2 separate regions of the Ctenopharyngodon idella genome follow, and region 1 is linked to region 2. Evidence: chromatin contacts called from public Hi-C data. All regions are on one chromosome and are shown on one strand. The core of a region is the stretch at or near the end of the contact, and the rest is flanking DNA. Distances in the headings are between cores, read along the strand shown.

What was found. Hi-C and Micro-C count contacts between places; a contact is called where the count stands out from the background.
Region 1: a contact with region 2 is called in a Hi-C map of muscle, with 5 times the contacts expected there. The contact joins the promoter of khdrbs1b here to the promoter of kpna6 in region 2. A contact is called at or near these places in 2 of 2 Hi-C or Micro-C datasets (both in muscle).

What each region holds. Positions count from the first base shown.
Region 1 is chr19:22,845,113-22,848,721 of HZGC01, reverse strand. It overlaps khdrbs1b (KH domain containing, RNA binding, signal transduction associated 1b), which reads left to right and starts at 1,855. Exons shown (of 11, transcript XR_007926490.1): 1 at 1,855-2,142.
Region 2 is chr19:22,584,496-22,587,940 of HZGC01, reverse strand. It overlaps kpna6 (karyopherin alpha 6 (importin alpha 7)), which reads left to right and starts at 1,785. Exons shown (of 14, transcript XM_051872337.1): 1 at 1,785-1,933. The coding sequence starts at 1,930.

The DNA of each region.
Region 1 (3,609 bases), core at 606-3,105, 260 kb before region 2:
AATGAGAAATTATATTCCCTTATTTATAGCTTACATTACTAGGGAGTTGTCATGCTTTTCACTTTAAAATATTGTTCCAAATAAATGAATAATTCCTTCTGAAGGATTTGACACTATTTGAGTCATTACTAGTGGTGCAGCTTAAGTAACAAACTGAAATGAGATAATTAATCATACACAGATGAAACAAACAAACTCTTAATGACAGTGACCATGGAAACAAAGGAGTGGCGGGAAACTCAACAAAGGAACATATCAAACACAAGCAAAAAACAAACTGAAAATGTAACAATTGTGTCACTAATTTTTTTCTTCCTGTGTAGTAATGAGAAACGTATTCTAAAGTGTTACCACTGTATATGGTATTAAAAGGTGTGTTCTCTATAGATTTCAGTAACTAAAATTAAAACTGGTTTTTGAAAGTTAACATAACTGATGCGTCATTTGTCAGTTATTAGTAGAGCAGAAGAGGTTTGTTAAATGTGTTGCTACACTAGCAGAAGAAAAGAAAGTGTTTGCCTCAGGTCACAGGATGTTTTGTCACAAGTTTCCTGCTAACAGGTGCTGAGAAGATAATTTTTTTTTTTTTTTTTAAGGGAACAAGATGCTGAAATATGATTATAAAACAACTCATTTGGTTTTCTTCAAAAGCTTTTTAAATAAAAAGATGTGACAGAAACATCAGGGAAATAAACATATTAAATAAATCTACTCAGTGGGTTGGTTCACCTATACATATTTTGTCCTGCATGGGTCCCTGTGAATTTAAACGGTGACCCTGGAAAATATAGAGAAGGAGAGTGATAAAGCAGCTCAAAAAAGAGAGAAATATATGCTAGCCAAGCCAAGCTCAAAGGCCACAGCAGTCAGCAGCCACTTCTTTATGAGTTTGAATAGTCTGACATGCACAAACAGAGTGTGTTAACCTTGAGCGAGGCTGAGGGGAAAGGGGAGCGGAGGGTGGTGGTAGTGGTGCTAAAGGCCTAAGCAGGTGTGACAGTTCTGAAAGCTTTCACTGGACAAAAAGGCTTCACTGGCCTCCTAGCAATGCTGAGCCACGGCTGACCTCACCGCTCACCAGCACTGGCAGAGAGAAGCTGTGTTTACAGTAGAAGAGAGAAGCACAAGCGATGAAGGAAAACAAGCACATTTGAGTTTAAATGAAGGATGCCTATAAAATGATAATAGTATAACTGCATGAATTCAAAATGTGATATACTGTGCCAAGATCGTCTTGTAACTGTAATGAATTAATAAGCATGTAAATCATTACTATACTATAATCATTACTATATTATAATAAATTATTGCTATATTGTAATTTATAGTTCAATGGACAAGCAAACTGGTCATGTTTACAATTTTGCCATATCAATTGTGTCCAAATTTTTCACCACCAACCCCTGAATGTAATTCATTTTCCATTTTTATCCAGAGGGGGGCAGCAAACATTACATTATGTGGTGCGCGCTATTCCTTCATAACTTACCACTTAGATGAGCCCAGAAGCTTATGCAAAACCTTTGTGGATGTCTTCAAAAACCAGACAGCATATTAATTCATGCATAACCGTCTTACATTTAATGGAAGAACACAGATCATTTTAGTATGACCAGTTCAGCACTAATGTGTGATTTCATATATTTAATAATGTACTTATGTAATTTCATATATTTTATATTATTATTATTGTGTGAGTATGTGTGTGAATTAATGAATAGGACGGACAGCCTCTCCCCGAAGCAAATTCAATTTTGAATAGACAATCCAAAAACTTTCACATCAAAGTGGGCGGTCCCATAGGTCTAGTTTTCGTGACGTAATTTCCGCTCGCTCAAGTCATTTGAGCTCGTCTCAAGCTTTTGTTCATCTGTTTCCAACCGCACGCCGGAGAACAGGAGCCATTGAGACTCACCACAGTTACAGCACGGTCTACAGCAGCAGCAGTCACGCGTGTGTTCGTATTACCTTTTGCAGGAAGTGGATACTGAAATAGTTTCACTGTCGGACGTTTGGTGTATAAATCTTCATTAACTTACAAACTCAACATGGAGAACGAGAACAAATACCTCCCGCAGCTGCTGGCGGAACGAGACAGTCTGGACGCGTCGTTCACGCACGCCATGAAACTTATATCAGCAGGTAAAGCCGTTTGTGAAAACGAAGGAGGGATACATTAACACCTAACCGAGTGACTTTTCGGATGTAGATAAATAGCAGTTTTATTTGGAGGGAAACTGTGGGAATCGACTGTAGTTGCTCGTGGGACAGAGGGCGACCGTTACAAAGTCTTATTTCAGCGCGCTAGGGGGTTCGTGTACTTAGCTCGAGCCAGGCACGTGCTGCCGAAGCCATTTTCGGCGTGTAGTTATTGGTTTTCCGGAGAGACAAACTCAACTTTTCGTGGATGGTATCAGTTCTTTGCATCCTTCTCCATTGTGTTCGATCGAAAGCTGTAATCCTGTAGAGTTTTACCCCCCGTCATCCCCCGGGCAGCATTCCCATTTCTGCTCATTCGAGCTCTCCGTGAGCCGCGTACTGGATTGGGTTTAACCGAAAGTGTGAACTTTAAAATGACGTGTTTTATACAACTTTACGATAGCTAATTAGATTTGTTAAATCTTGTTAAAAACTGATAAAATAGAATATCGCAATACACTTTTTTTTTTTTTTTTTTTTTTTTTTTTTAAGATTTGCCGCCCATTGTTTGTTTGTAAGGAGGGCTCTGTATCTAAGGGGTCAACGTGGCGTTTCATTGTACGCGTCGAGTCCCAGCCTAGCGTTACATGCACTTATCGTGTTTGACTAGATTGAAAGATCTGGAAAGCTTTAGATGAAATCGTCCAAGCCCGATCAAATTAAATTGAAGACGGCTGAAAATCTTAAGTTTGAGATTTGTCGTAGTAATAAAAACCATGTTCCGGACCATATGTGCCTGTAGTGTGGGAAGTGTTGCATCTGGAGACGAAGTGGATTTTTTTTTTTTTTTTTTTTGGTGTAGGAAATGTCTTTTCCTGGCCTCGTTTCACCACGTCTTATATCATCAGTCTAGTGGGAGTTTAACTGTATCTTGTGTTATATATCAGCAAATAGGTTCCATAAGTTACATTTGCAGAGGCGTGTTAAATGTTCAGTGTTTAGCATCAGACTTGCGTTGAAAATTCCCCTAGTGAAGCTGAGTCTATTGATGGATGGTTTTCCCTCCCAGTGTCTTTGAGGCAAGCACTTTTCTTTGCAACCTGAAGCAAACACTTAAGTCTCAGACTTGCCATTGAAGTTAAAATGACCTAGAAAGGGAGGGAGAAAATATTTCAGGCCTATAAGCTTGTAATCATTATCCAGCATGTTATGTGGGGAAAAATAATATATTTGTATGATATAAGTGAATATATGATCCCTGTTGAGTATGTATTCATTGGGGTTTTAATCTTAAAATGGGCAAAACTGCTTTGAACTTTGCAATAAGTGGAGAATGTGGAAGTCAAGAAACATGTGCAAATGTTTCTAGTGGAATCGGTTTGATAGTATATTTTAGTTGGTTGAGCAATGATTGGTAAAAGTGTCTTCAAATATCTAGTAGTTTTAGTTTACATTTAAATGTTCAAATCC
Region 2 (3,445 bases), core at 536-3,035:
GTATAGCACTGGTTATTGATTAGATGTACAAGAGCGCTGACAGGCTTAAATAAATATGCAGGAGAGCAATTCATATTTCTATAAATATTCTTTAAGCCTTCCTTCCTTACTTTGTCTGACTTTATGGCTGGGAGAATTCACTATTGGGGCAGGAATGCAAATTTAATCAGAATACAAGATTTAAATATTTCAAAATGTAAATGACTTTCTATTCATAGATTTGGCAACTACGGGGTCCGAGAAATACAATAATTCTCATTTTTGTGAAAACAATAAAACTGTGTGGCCATTATTACACAGCATACTGAAACATATTGCTTATACCAGATATAGGAATTTCTTTCTACTTGGGGTCACGACTTACCTTTTAAAAACTTGGCACTGATAAATGAATCTGTATTATTTCCCCATTCTTTTAAACTGCCTAGCTACACAAGATCAGGTTTGATGGTCCTTAAATTAGGAATTGGTGGAAAACTGTAAACCACTGCAGGAAAACTGACATCAGCAGTGCTGGTAAGGTTGCAGATGTGAAGAACTTATACATTTCATTATTTCACATCACACTAAACCATGTAAATGTAAATCCAGAGTGTCTCAGGAACAAGATAAAAAATCTCTCTACATGGCGAGTCCCCTTTGGGGCCCTCACTGAGTTAATCCAATGTTGCCCCCAAGTGTTCATTGAACGCAATGTCGTCAGGGGCCCAAACACAGGAGTTGTACAATAATTTATCGCTACCTGCTCGCAGAGAATTGAGTGCAGGTGCAGCACACTCTGTTATTGCGTCACATTCAATTTGTGCCGAGCCGAGCGCGTTAATGGAGTCACAAGGCTGCAAAGACAATCCACTGTGAGCTCCATATTGCCACATTCAGGACAGGATAAATTTATGGGTCTTTGGTCTGAATCAGGAAAGAAAGAAAAAAAAAAAGATTAATATAAATTCTAAAATAGGCTGTGTAGTCTATATCAAGAAATATTGTATTATCCACTATTTTTGTTTGTTTATTTATCAAATTGATATATAGATAAAATATAATAATACCCTTTTTATTAGGTACTTCCTTGTTTGGAAAATGGTGTAAAACTTGGGGAACAGCTGATGAATTCTTCATCATTAATAAAATAAATTATGTTTCAAGAACAGGTTAAAACAAAATGTGAAATGCTTCAATATAGTTTTCAATATAGATTACATAGATTTATTATAGATTTTGTTTATGTAAATGCAGATTTGCACTTATTATTACTGGGGAAGTTCCATATAGACTACATAAATTGAGATGATTTTATACATGAAACAGTACTACTGAAAAAAATAGTGTTGTATAAATACAAAAATGTAAAATAATATCATACTGACAAGTATGTACAAATATGTTATTATTCTTAATATGATTATAGATTATGCACCCTTTTGTGTTTACATTTTCTTAGTAGAACTGAACATTTGTCTTGGCATTAATATGCACAAAATAATAAAACAATATTTGCTTCACCACATTAGTTGACAGTATTTTTGTATTGTGTATCAGCAAGCTTATAGCCTATAGCAAACTAGTTCTTGAAATACAATTTTCAGGGACAAATATTAGGCTATTTATCATAGAAGATATTTTCACAATGTGTAGGTAATTATGCAGTAAATCACTAAAAAATACATTAGAGAATAAAAACATTATTATATTCTATAATAATTATAGAATATATTAGCCTATCTCTTTTTGACAGACTATTCTCTCATTTTGCTCGGCGTTTCGTAGGACACAAATTGGAAACGCTCTCATTATGTTTGTCTCCTTCGGCTCTCCGTAGATCACCGACATATTGTTTGTGAGAAGCAAATTCTGGAAGACAAGGAGAGTGTTAAGATTACAGCGTTGATATTACCAATCATCAAGGCGTATATCAGTAAAGAAAGTACGATGGGTAAGTATTCAACCTATACTATTTTTTGACGAGTTATTTCTGTTTGTGGTTTTTAGGGAGCAAATCTGTAGCTAAAAATCCGAGAGAAGCTACATCATGTCAGTTAAAGCGTGAGTGTAAAGGGCCAGTTAGCTTAGCACATTGCTGTACTCGACCTATAGGTTTACCAGTGAACCTGAGAGCAAATATTTGAAGCTAAAACGCTTTTCAAACAGGCGCTTGTGAGATTTATTCGGAGTTGACTGAAGTGGAAGGTGGTTTTGAGTCTTTGCCGGTGGAAACGCTTGGTCATGTTCAGCATGTTCAGTCAGATGTTGTGAAATCGTCTCATGTTTAAATCTTACACCGTTACTAAAGAGGAAACACGACATTATTATACGTTGAAGAACCCAGTGAACTGTCATGGTTCACATAAAAATGATGCCTATAAATGCTGTCTAGGTAGACCGCTGACTGGGTTAAACAGACTAAACAACTGATCTACAATGTCAGCGAGTTCACCAGTCAGCTGTAACATGTGACCAACCCTGATAGCTGATAGTTTCTGTTTTAAAACTGTTTATCAGATGTTTATTCATAGTTTACTTCACCGAATGGAAGTAAATAGGCTGTTTCTTGTTGTAACCACATGGCTGGGTTTTCAGGAACAATAAAACATCACTCATGATGCATGTCTGTTAAATATTACTTGGACCCTTGGATACTGTTGTGTGGGTAGTTTGAAGGGAGGAAGAGGTTGGGACAGAAATGATAGAGACAGGACGGTCAGATAGGATGCCAGAACCTGACTGCTGCTGACTTGCTGTTTTCTGGTCTTATAGGCTACTATTTCAAAGAATCATCACAGTGGAAATTAATGTGATATTTGGCAGCTTTTCCATGGCAATTTAGAGGTTTTCACACACCATGGCATTTCAGTTTGTTATCTGAGTATTCTGAAACCTGCAGTCAGTTTAGGCTGCACTTTTTCAGATATTTCTTCAAATTGGGTTTCTCATTGCTTTACATGGTGCAAATTTTATACTAAAAATCATCCCATTAAAACTATCATTAAAACAAATCAACAATCAGCTCAGCTGCCCATTTCCCCCATTTCTTTTACACTCAGGGCTCAAGAATGTTTTTTTTTTTTCCCTCTACTGGCCTGGTCAGGCTGATGGTTCAGATTTTTACTGGCTCCTGCCTGTTCTGTTTGGATCTTCTTGAGTTTTTAAAAACATAATGTTTAAATTGACAAGATATAAAAGCATACTAAATGATGAACCCAATTGAACAAGCACTTTTCACTTTGGCTCCGGGCCATCATGCAGTCCTTATTGTTGAGTCATTAAACTATTTTATACTGGTCTTTTGGCACTAAAACTCATTTTGGAGCACCATTTGCAAGTTAATCTTTGAGTAGTCTATGCCTTGAGACCGTCTGCTGTCTGTCCCTAGTGCTGCGTCTTTAAGCCATAGCAAATACACTCCTTTAAAATAGTTCTGCGACAGGGGCCCAGCCCACACTGCTAT